2 separate regions of the Mus musculus genome follow, and region 1 is linked to region 2. Evidence: chromatin contacts called from public HiCAR-type data. All regions are on one chromosome and are shown on one strand. The core of a region is the stretch at or near the end of the contact, and the rest is flanking DNA. Distances in the headings are between cores, read along the strand shown. Region 1 holds the start of Mfap3l (microfibrillar-associated protein 3-like). Region 2 holds the start of Galnt7 (polypeptide N-acetylgalactosaminyltransferase 7).

What was found. HiCAR-type assays count read pairs that join an accessible place to other places.
Region 1: a HiCAR-type map of astrocytes shows a contact between it and region 2, with 5 times the contacts expected there. The contact joins the promoter of Mfap3l here to the promoter of Galnt7 in region 2. A contact is called at or near these places in 2 of 39 promoter capture datasets (hippocampal neurons and liver) and 1 of 115 datasets of contacts at active chromatin or transcription factors (astrocytes).

Annotation. Positions count from the first base shown.
Region 1 is chr8:60,631,091-60,634,790 of GRCm38.p6, reverse strand. Mfap3l (microfibrillar-associated protein 3-like) reads right to left here and starts at 1,966. Exons shown (of 3, transcript NM_027756.5): 1 at 1,733-1,966. Gm34730 (a long non-coding RNA gene) reads left to right here and starts at 2,936. Exons shown (of 3, transcript XR_379010.3): 1 at 2,936-3,324.
Region 2 is chr8:57,650,799-57,654,585 of GRCm38.p6, reverse strand. Galnt7 (polypeptide N-acetylgalactosaminyltransferase 7) reads left to right here and starts at 1,531. Exons shown (of 12, transcript NM_144731.4): 1 at 1,531-1,733. The coding sequence starts at 1,608. AW046200 (expressed sequence AW046200) reads right to left here and starts at 2,833. Exons shown (of 4, transcript NR_040698.1): 1 at 2,599-2,833.

The DNA.
Region 1 (3,700 bases), core at 717-3,216, 3.0 Mb before region 2:
TTGTAAGTGTTCCCCTGGGTTTTGCTAGAAAAGACAACTTGTATCCCAAATGCTAGAATGAATTCTAAGTTAGGCAAACACTACTATCTACATATTTCCTGAATTCATACAAACACACTTGCTTAATGACGCTATATGACTTGGGCTGAGACTGAACAATTTGGTTACTGCAAGTAGCTACTTGGCATTTAAGTGTCTGGAAGTTCTTGAAGAAAAATATTGAAAGCTCAAATTAAACAATAGCTGTGGTACTTAAATAGTCTTAAATTTTTCAATTGTTAGCCAAAAAGGGTGAGGAGTGGGGTTTGAATAAGGTCACATGAGTGTGAGGAGATTTATTTTTAAAAGAAATGGTCTGTTGTGTTCATCTAGTGTCACTAGCAAACCCAGGGGGCACAGAAGTACAAACCCAGCAACACTTGTAAGACCTAGGTGCTCAGCCCCCTGCTATCAATCAGAAAGACACAGCTAAGGAAAGATCCCACTTGTCTCTTTCTAAACAGCACAAGGCATAGCTAGGTGGAGCAATCAGGGCACATTGTAAACGTGGTGCATCACACAGAGCCAGGTAATGTAACCAGTCATGTGCTGGGCTCCTCAAACTTGTAAGTATTTTAATAGATGAATATGGGTAGCTGTAGGGGAAAACAGTAACATTACCTTAGAAGGTACAGATTGCATTTTTGTGCATTAGCTCACTGCCTGCAAACTACCTTGCTCTAATTTAGTCTCTCCTGAAAAACAATTCTTTTTCCATCTTGCAGATTTAATCCTGAACATTTTACTATGTTGAGTGTAGTAGCAACTTTAAAAAAAAAGTGTTTTGCCTGGGGGGGGGGGAGTGAGAAAACTTCAAAAACCACTGTTTCTGCAATGCTGATTCCAAGTTCCTAATATAAAGCTAGAGCAAATAAAGATTGCTACAGTAACCACACTTTGAACAAGTGTCTTTCAAAACAATGACGACGGAGCCATAATATTTTCTACAGGGTGAGCAGCTGATGTACCTGCAAACATCTTCTTTTCTTTTTTCCAGTTTGCTTTATAAACCTTGGAATTTGCGATCCCAGGCTAATTTAAAGAGGGAGACAAGCAATTCTCGGGCTTAAAAAGGATTGACTCGGCATTTACTTTTTTAGCCAAAGAAGGACGTTCCCCCATTCCAGGCCACCAGACAATTTGGTGTCAACTTGCTATGGTGGGAAATGCGACAAACTCCAAGAGCTCTCAAGACAAGGAAGCAGCTCTTAGCACCAGCTGCTTCCCACACTCCTGCAGCATCAGGACGCGGCGCTTCGGAGCTCCCCACGCCGCCTTCCGGGCAAAGGCCAGTACACCCTTCCCTGTCTGGGGAAACTGAGGCACCGTGACAAGAACGATCCACAGCTGGGCGAAGAGCCCTGTCTCTGCGTGGCATCCTCCTTCTCCCGGGAGATTGGGAAGGCTCTGTGCTAACGCGCTGTGGACAGCGCGCCCCTGGCCATCAGAAGGTTGTGGCACGAGCCTTGGACGCGACTGTCCCCAACCCGCCGGTCTCCGCCCTGCATGTACTTCCAGCATCCTGCGACCAGCCACGAGCTGGGAGAGCAGGGCACCTCCAGGCGCGTAGCCTCGCCAGCCCAGGCGTCCGAAAGTTCTGCAGCTCGGGCGGCCGCTGACCACAAACCCGGTGCGAGGCTCCCTCCTACTGTAGCCCGCCGCCCAGGCTCGCCCGCCCAGTGCCCTCACTGACCTGACACCGCTGCGCCACTCGGGTGGTCGCCGTGCACCTCTCGCCATGGCCACCCGGGGAGCTCTGCAGCACCGAGCGTGTACCAACCTCCTCCGCCGCCCGCGCCTCTTCTCGATGCGGGTTACGAGCCCCGCCGCCGGGAGCCGGAGCTTCCCACCTACGGGCTCCAGAGCCGGCGAGAGCCGAGCATGCCCAGTGCGGCTCCCGGCGGCGCCGAGGTCCGGTGCACTCTGCACAACCGGGTTTTCGCCGCAGCCGCGGCCCGGGGCGGGCCGCTGCGGGTGGTGGGCTCCGCCCACCCCGGGCTGGCCCTGCAGTCTGCAGGGAAGCATCGTGCTCAGAGAGCCCGGCCTCTGGGCGGGACCGGGCGGCCACTGGGCGGTGCTCCCGCGCTCCACCCTGCCTCTTCCTCCAGACTCAGTGGTGCTAGGGCAGCGTGACTGGTAATTGTGGGGAGGCAGGGCGCTGCCGGCGTTGTCACCTCAACTTTCCGGAGCGTCGCGTCTCAGTGGCGTTCAAGGACACGCAGGCAAAGGCGTCTTCGAATGTCATCTTGGATGCCACGGGCAACCAGCCTACCCACGCATTAACCAACCTAGTCTCTAAGGCTGTCTTGTCACAGCACCTCGCGAGCAGGAGCATATGGGGCCTCCTAGGCGGCCGGCCGCGCTGTCACAGCAAAAGCACAGTGGACGCCTCGAAGTGGCACGACAAGACACAGCAGGGTGTTTGCGGTGGATTCTGAGTGGTGTGGTTCCGCGAAAATTTATAAAACTGCCCCTTAAAATTATTTGCAGTTTCGACATTCTCTCTAAAGAGCAGTTAAGTTGTTCTGATGAGAAAAAATAAGTATTCTAAAAATATTTTTACCACCTACATAAGTTTTCTGTGAACAGTCCTGCAATATTAGTGGATCTCTCCCCTGCCATCCCACACGCATTTAAATATTATGTACCTATCATCTATCTTTCTGTCTGTCTATCTATCTATCTATCTATCTATCTATCTATCTATCTATCTATCTATCTATCTATCTATCTATCTATCTATCTATCATTCTATCTATCTATTTAAGGGAGATCTTGTCAGTTTCTGGGACAGTGACCAAGCTCTTCTTCCCTGGCTCTTCTATCCTGGCCCCCTCCGGCCACGCCCCACACCGTGTTTTTTTTTTTTTTTTTTTTAAGAAGGGTAGCCCCGCCCCCACACCTATGTTGGTCATAGGCTGCTGGAAAAACACGGAGAGTTGGATTAAGCAAATTAACGCTACTAAAGTGGCTCAGGCTGTCAGACCCCGCGTATTCCACTCTGAGTTAGGAACAGCTGTCAAGATGACAGGAAGCTGTTAACGGGATAGCAGTCGACCTCCTTCTCTGTGACTGACAAACCCAGAGGCAAAGTATTGTCTGTGACCTCAAGCCCTGAGTTCCGCCGCAGAAGTGGCTGCAGGCAACTGAGCATGCTCTGAACAGTGCCAGACTGCTGCACGTGGTTGCCTCTGGCATCTGGCTGCCCAAGGTTGAGGAACATCAAGACACCAGAGCTCAGAAGACAGGAGGAGGGAGCTGCCCTTACAGCAAGCAATAGCATGGGTACGTGGGACGAACGGACGAACGCTGGTGCAGAGGGATTTATGTGCCAATGGATGCACGGGCTCTCGTTTCTAAGCATATCAAAACCTAGTCCTTCTCCAAAAGCCTGAGAAATGGAAATCATACTTGAACATTAGTTTCCATAGCATCTTAGCTCAACGAACCTCCCTGCCTCTTTCAAAAACCTAATCCGTTCAAGTTTTCAGTAACCATTCTGTACAGTTGTAGCTGAGAACCACACGGAATCTGTCTCCCTTTGTTCCAGTCAGTCATGTGTATTCTTGTAAAGTATTTTGGTATTCGCTTTGGTTCTATTTCTTTTCCTACCCACTCCTTTTTATTTTTTCCTGTCGCAAACCTGCAGAATACTCCCGTT
Region 2 (3,787 bases), core at 282-2,781:
ACATAGCTTCTCATTTTCTAAAGAGTTCTCTACAAAGGCTAACTGCCAACAAGTGTGGCGAAAATCGTATATTTTAAGGTATACTTTCAGTTTCACTTAAACAATGTTAAGAACTCAGAGGAACACCGGCTTTTACAACCGAATACCTGGTTATCATTTTCTAACTTTTTGGCCTTGCATATTTCAAGTTGTGGTGGCAAGGTCATCTTAGACTACTAACAGCAGTTGGGTGAGCTCCCATCACTTCAGCGATGAGGGCTACTTCCCAGCTATGCTCATAATCACAGTCAGTTTTCCATCTTCTCAATAGTGGACAACCATATCTGAATAACAATGCATATACTGTTGATCACTAGGGGAGACTTAACCAAGTTTCACTTGTTTCGAAAGCAAAATACATGCAGATAAGGCAATATTAGGATTAAAAAGGTCAATTTACGCCATCCTTAAACCTGCTACCGAAAAGCATTTGTTCAACAAATTGAGTAGTTTAGGGGTATGGCACACACTGCAGACTGTGATTTAAAGTGATTGACATCTTTGGCACAATGTACAAGGGAGAGGCGTGTAGCTAAACATTTGCCAATATCCTTTCCTGGAAAAGTCAGTTGTGAGAGAAGCAACGATGCATGTACGGAACGTTTTAAAAGCCCGAAATCCACTTTCCCCAGAGTAGGAACTTGCAAGTCCATTAACAGGGACCGTAGTGAGAATTAGCTAGTCGACTTGGCTTTCTAATTAGCCCAAGAGAGAAGGCAATACTGCCTTTCCAAGTGAGTCCTCTTTTAGTTCTGTGGTGTTTGCACATCTCACCTGGGCCTTTCGATTACAAATCCACCTCCTTAAGGAGCCCTGTGAAAAAACAAGATTAAAAAAAAAAAAAACAGCTATAAATCAGCCACGTGGAGTTACTGCTGCAGCAGCGGTGGCTGACTTCCTGGTTTCCTTCCTGCAAGCCTCTGGCTGGGGAGATTGAGCAGTGGGCGTCGGGAAGGGCAGGGCAGCCTAGGGCGTCTGCAGGTCCACCTGAGGGGCACCGGGCGGCAGCATCCTGGCAGGGCACGGGCGTCAAGGACAGAGTTTTGGTCCCTAATTACAATAAAAGTTTGGGGATCTGCAAGCTTTAGGAAGCGGAGCCTTAGGGCAAAGGCTAAGACCAGACCTGGGGGAAAGTGTTAAGTTAGTTCCAAGGTTACTAGGGACTCGCGGGTGGTGGGGGGTGGGTTCTCGCGGTCGCGGGTGGAGGAAGGGGGTACTGCGGAGCTAGAGCGGGCAGGTAGAGAGAAGGGAAGCCTGGAAAGCTACACACGCCGGCCGGTCGGAGCTCTGCGGAGGCCGGCGGAGGGGAGGGGGTGCGGCAGAGCAGTGCAGAGGCAGGCGCGGGGAGGGGGCGGAGGGGCGAGCCAGGGGAAGGTAAAGCCGAGGGGAGTTCCGGATCTGGTGCTGGAGAGGGCAGGCGGTGGGGAGGGCGGCGGGCGTAGTGATCCGGGGGGGGGGGGGGGGGGAAGGAGGAGGAGGAGGAGGAGGGCCGGGGGAGGGGGAAGGAGGGAGGGGAGAGCGGTGGCGGCGGCTGCGCCGGGCTGTGTGTCTCTCGCCGCCGGAGGAAGATGAGGCTGAAGATCGGGTTCATCTTACGCAGTTTGCTGGTGGTGGGAAGCTTCCTGGGGCTCGTGGTCCTCTGGTCTTCCCTGTCCTCGCGGCCCGACGACCAGAGCCCACTGAGCAGGATGAGGGTGAGTGACCCGCCTGGCCCCCTCCGGCAGAGGCGACCTGCAACTTGTTTTTTTGCGCGCGCGCGTGAGTGTGTGTGTGTGTGTGTGTGTGTGTGTATGTGGCGGGAGCAAGGGGCGGCGGGGTCGCGGCCGCGTGGGCGCCGCAGCTCCGCAGGTGGCGCTGGCCCGGCGCCGGCCGATCGGGGGCGCCTAGCCCTACGCCGCGGGTACCCCTCGGCCGCCGCCGGCCCGCCCCCTGGCCGCCCCTTCCTCCCGCGCGTCCCCGCCCCGGGTTCAGCGCCGTCACCCGCGCTACTGCTGCTGCTGCCGCTACCGCGGCCGCCGCGGCGGCCGTGGTGGCGGCTATAGGCGGCCGCTCCAACGCCGGGACTGCCGGGGCGGAATCGCAGGACAGAGTCGGCTCCCCGGAGCCGAGGCTGCTCGGCGTCCGACTCGGGGCTACGACCCCCGCGCTGGCGGCAGGCGGGCGCGGGGTTGGTCCGAGCTGCGGCCTGTGGCGCGTGCAGGCCTGAAGGAGGCGAGATGCCGGCGCCGCCGCCGTGGTCCGGTGGAGCAGGCCCCGCGGTCCAGCCTCTCCTGTGGTCCCCGCCCAGTCCGGGTGCTCGCCGCGGGGGCGCCCCTAGCCTGTCCGCCTCGGGCTCCAGCCCACGGCGCCGCCTCTCCGCAACTCCCGTGGCCGGGAGCCGGGTGCAACGTGTAGCTGAGGCCTCGCCCCGCACCCCTTGTCCCTTCGATTCCCGGACAGGGGAGAGACACGTCCCCACCCGGATCGGCGTCCCTGCACCGGGGCGCCTGGGAGCCCCGGTCGCCCGCTGTGCTCCCTCGTCCTGCGGATCCGGAGCGGGCTCCAGTCCCCCGGCCCTACCTGGGCTGCTCCGGCCGAGGACCTAACTTGTGCCGGCTCCTGGCCGCCCCTCGCTGCCTGTTCCATCAGCCTGACGCCGAGAGGCGCGCTCCGCTGGGACGCATCCGTCTGCCGCCCTCGGCGCCGGCGTTAGTCTTGACAGTCCCGGCTTTGAGGGTTTAGTCAGGCTTCTCGGAACTTTAGTTACCGGGATCCGGCCACTGCGCTACGCTCGCCCCGGCAGTTGGCGGCGCGAACTGCTTCGCACCTCCCCAGCTTAACCCCCACCCCCTCAGCTTGGTGAACCGTTACACCCCCTGCTCCCCCGGAGTTCCTCATCCCCGAGCCCTCCAAGCCCCACAACCTCGAGTCCAGGTTAGACTCAGAAGAAGTGGGAGACACTAGGAGTTCTGGACACAGACGCTGAGCAGCCGTGGGAGGAGTCTCTTAAGAAAGTGCCTTCTGCAAAATCAGCGTTGCAGCTACATAATCTACTTTATTAATTTTACTTTTGGAAAGTTAGCGTCAGGAAGTTGAGGGGAAAAGCTTGTGACGACCTTCCAAGAGTAGGGCTCTTCAGTTGATGCTTATGACACACACAACTTAATCTGTAAATTGCTGCATTTGGGGCTGGCCTTACTGAAGTGGAGTCTCACCAAAGTCTAAATTGATGAATTTTTTTTTCCTTTTCACTGTGTTTGGAGTGATTTTTTTTTTGTATATTTTTGCTCTCAAACTGATTTGATGAGATGAATATTGAAATTGATTTTTTCAAGTCATGAACTGCTCTTTTATATAAGAGGCATTATATGATGCTGAAAATCCTAAGCCCCATTTTTCTGAGAAGGAAATTGAAAACCTGCTATAACTAGTTATGTTCAAAATGTCCTGTAGTTCTGATCCTTTTAAAGCCATGATTGGACCCAGCACGGTGGCGCCTGCCAGTAATCCCAGCATTTGGGGAGCTGAAGAAGGTCATATATAAGTTCAAGGACAGCTAGGCCTATAGGAGACTCTAGTCTCAAAAAGTTGGAAAAAGAAGTTGGGGTGCATCATAACTTCTTTCTAGGTAGTTTATTAGTGTTGATATATAATAAACTATAGTGCCCACCTTACTGTCTATAAAGTGAGCATAACTTAATTTTTTTGTACAATTTATTTGATAAGTTTGCCAATGGACCTAGTATAACTTGTCATTTCTGTATTTTGC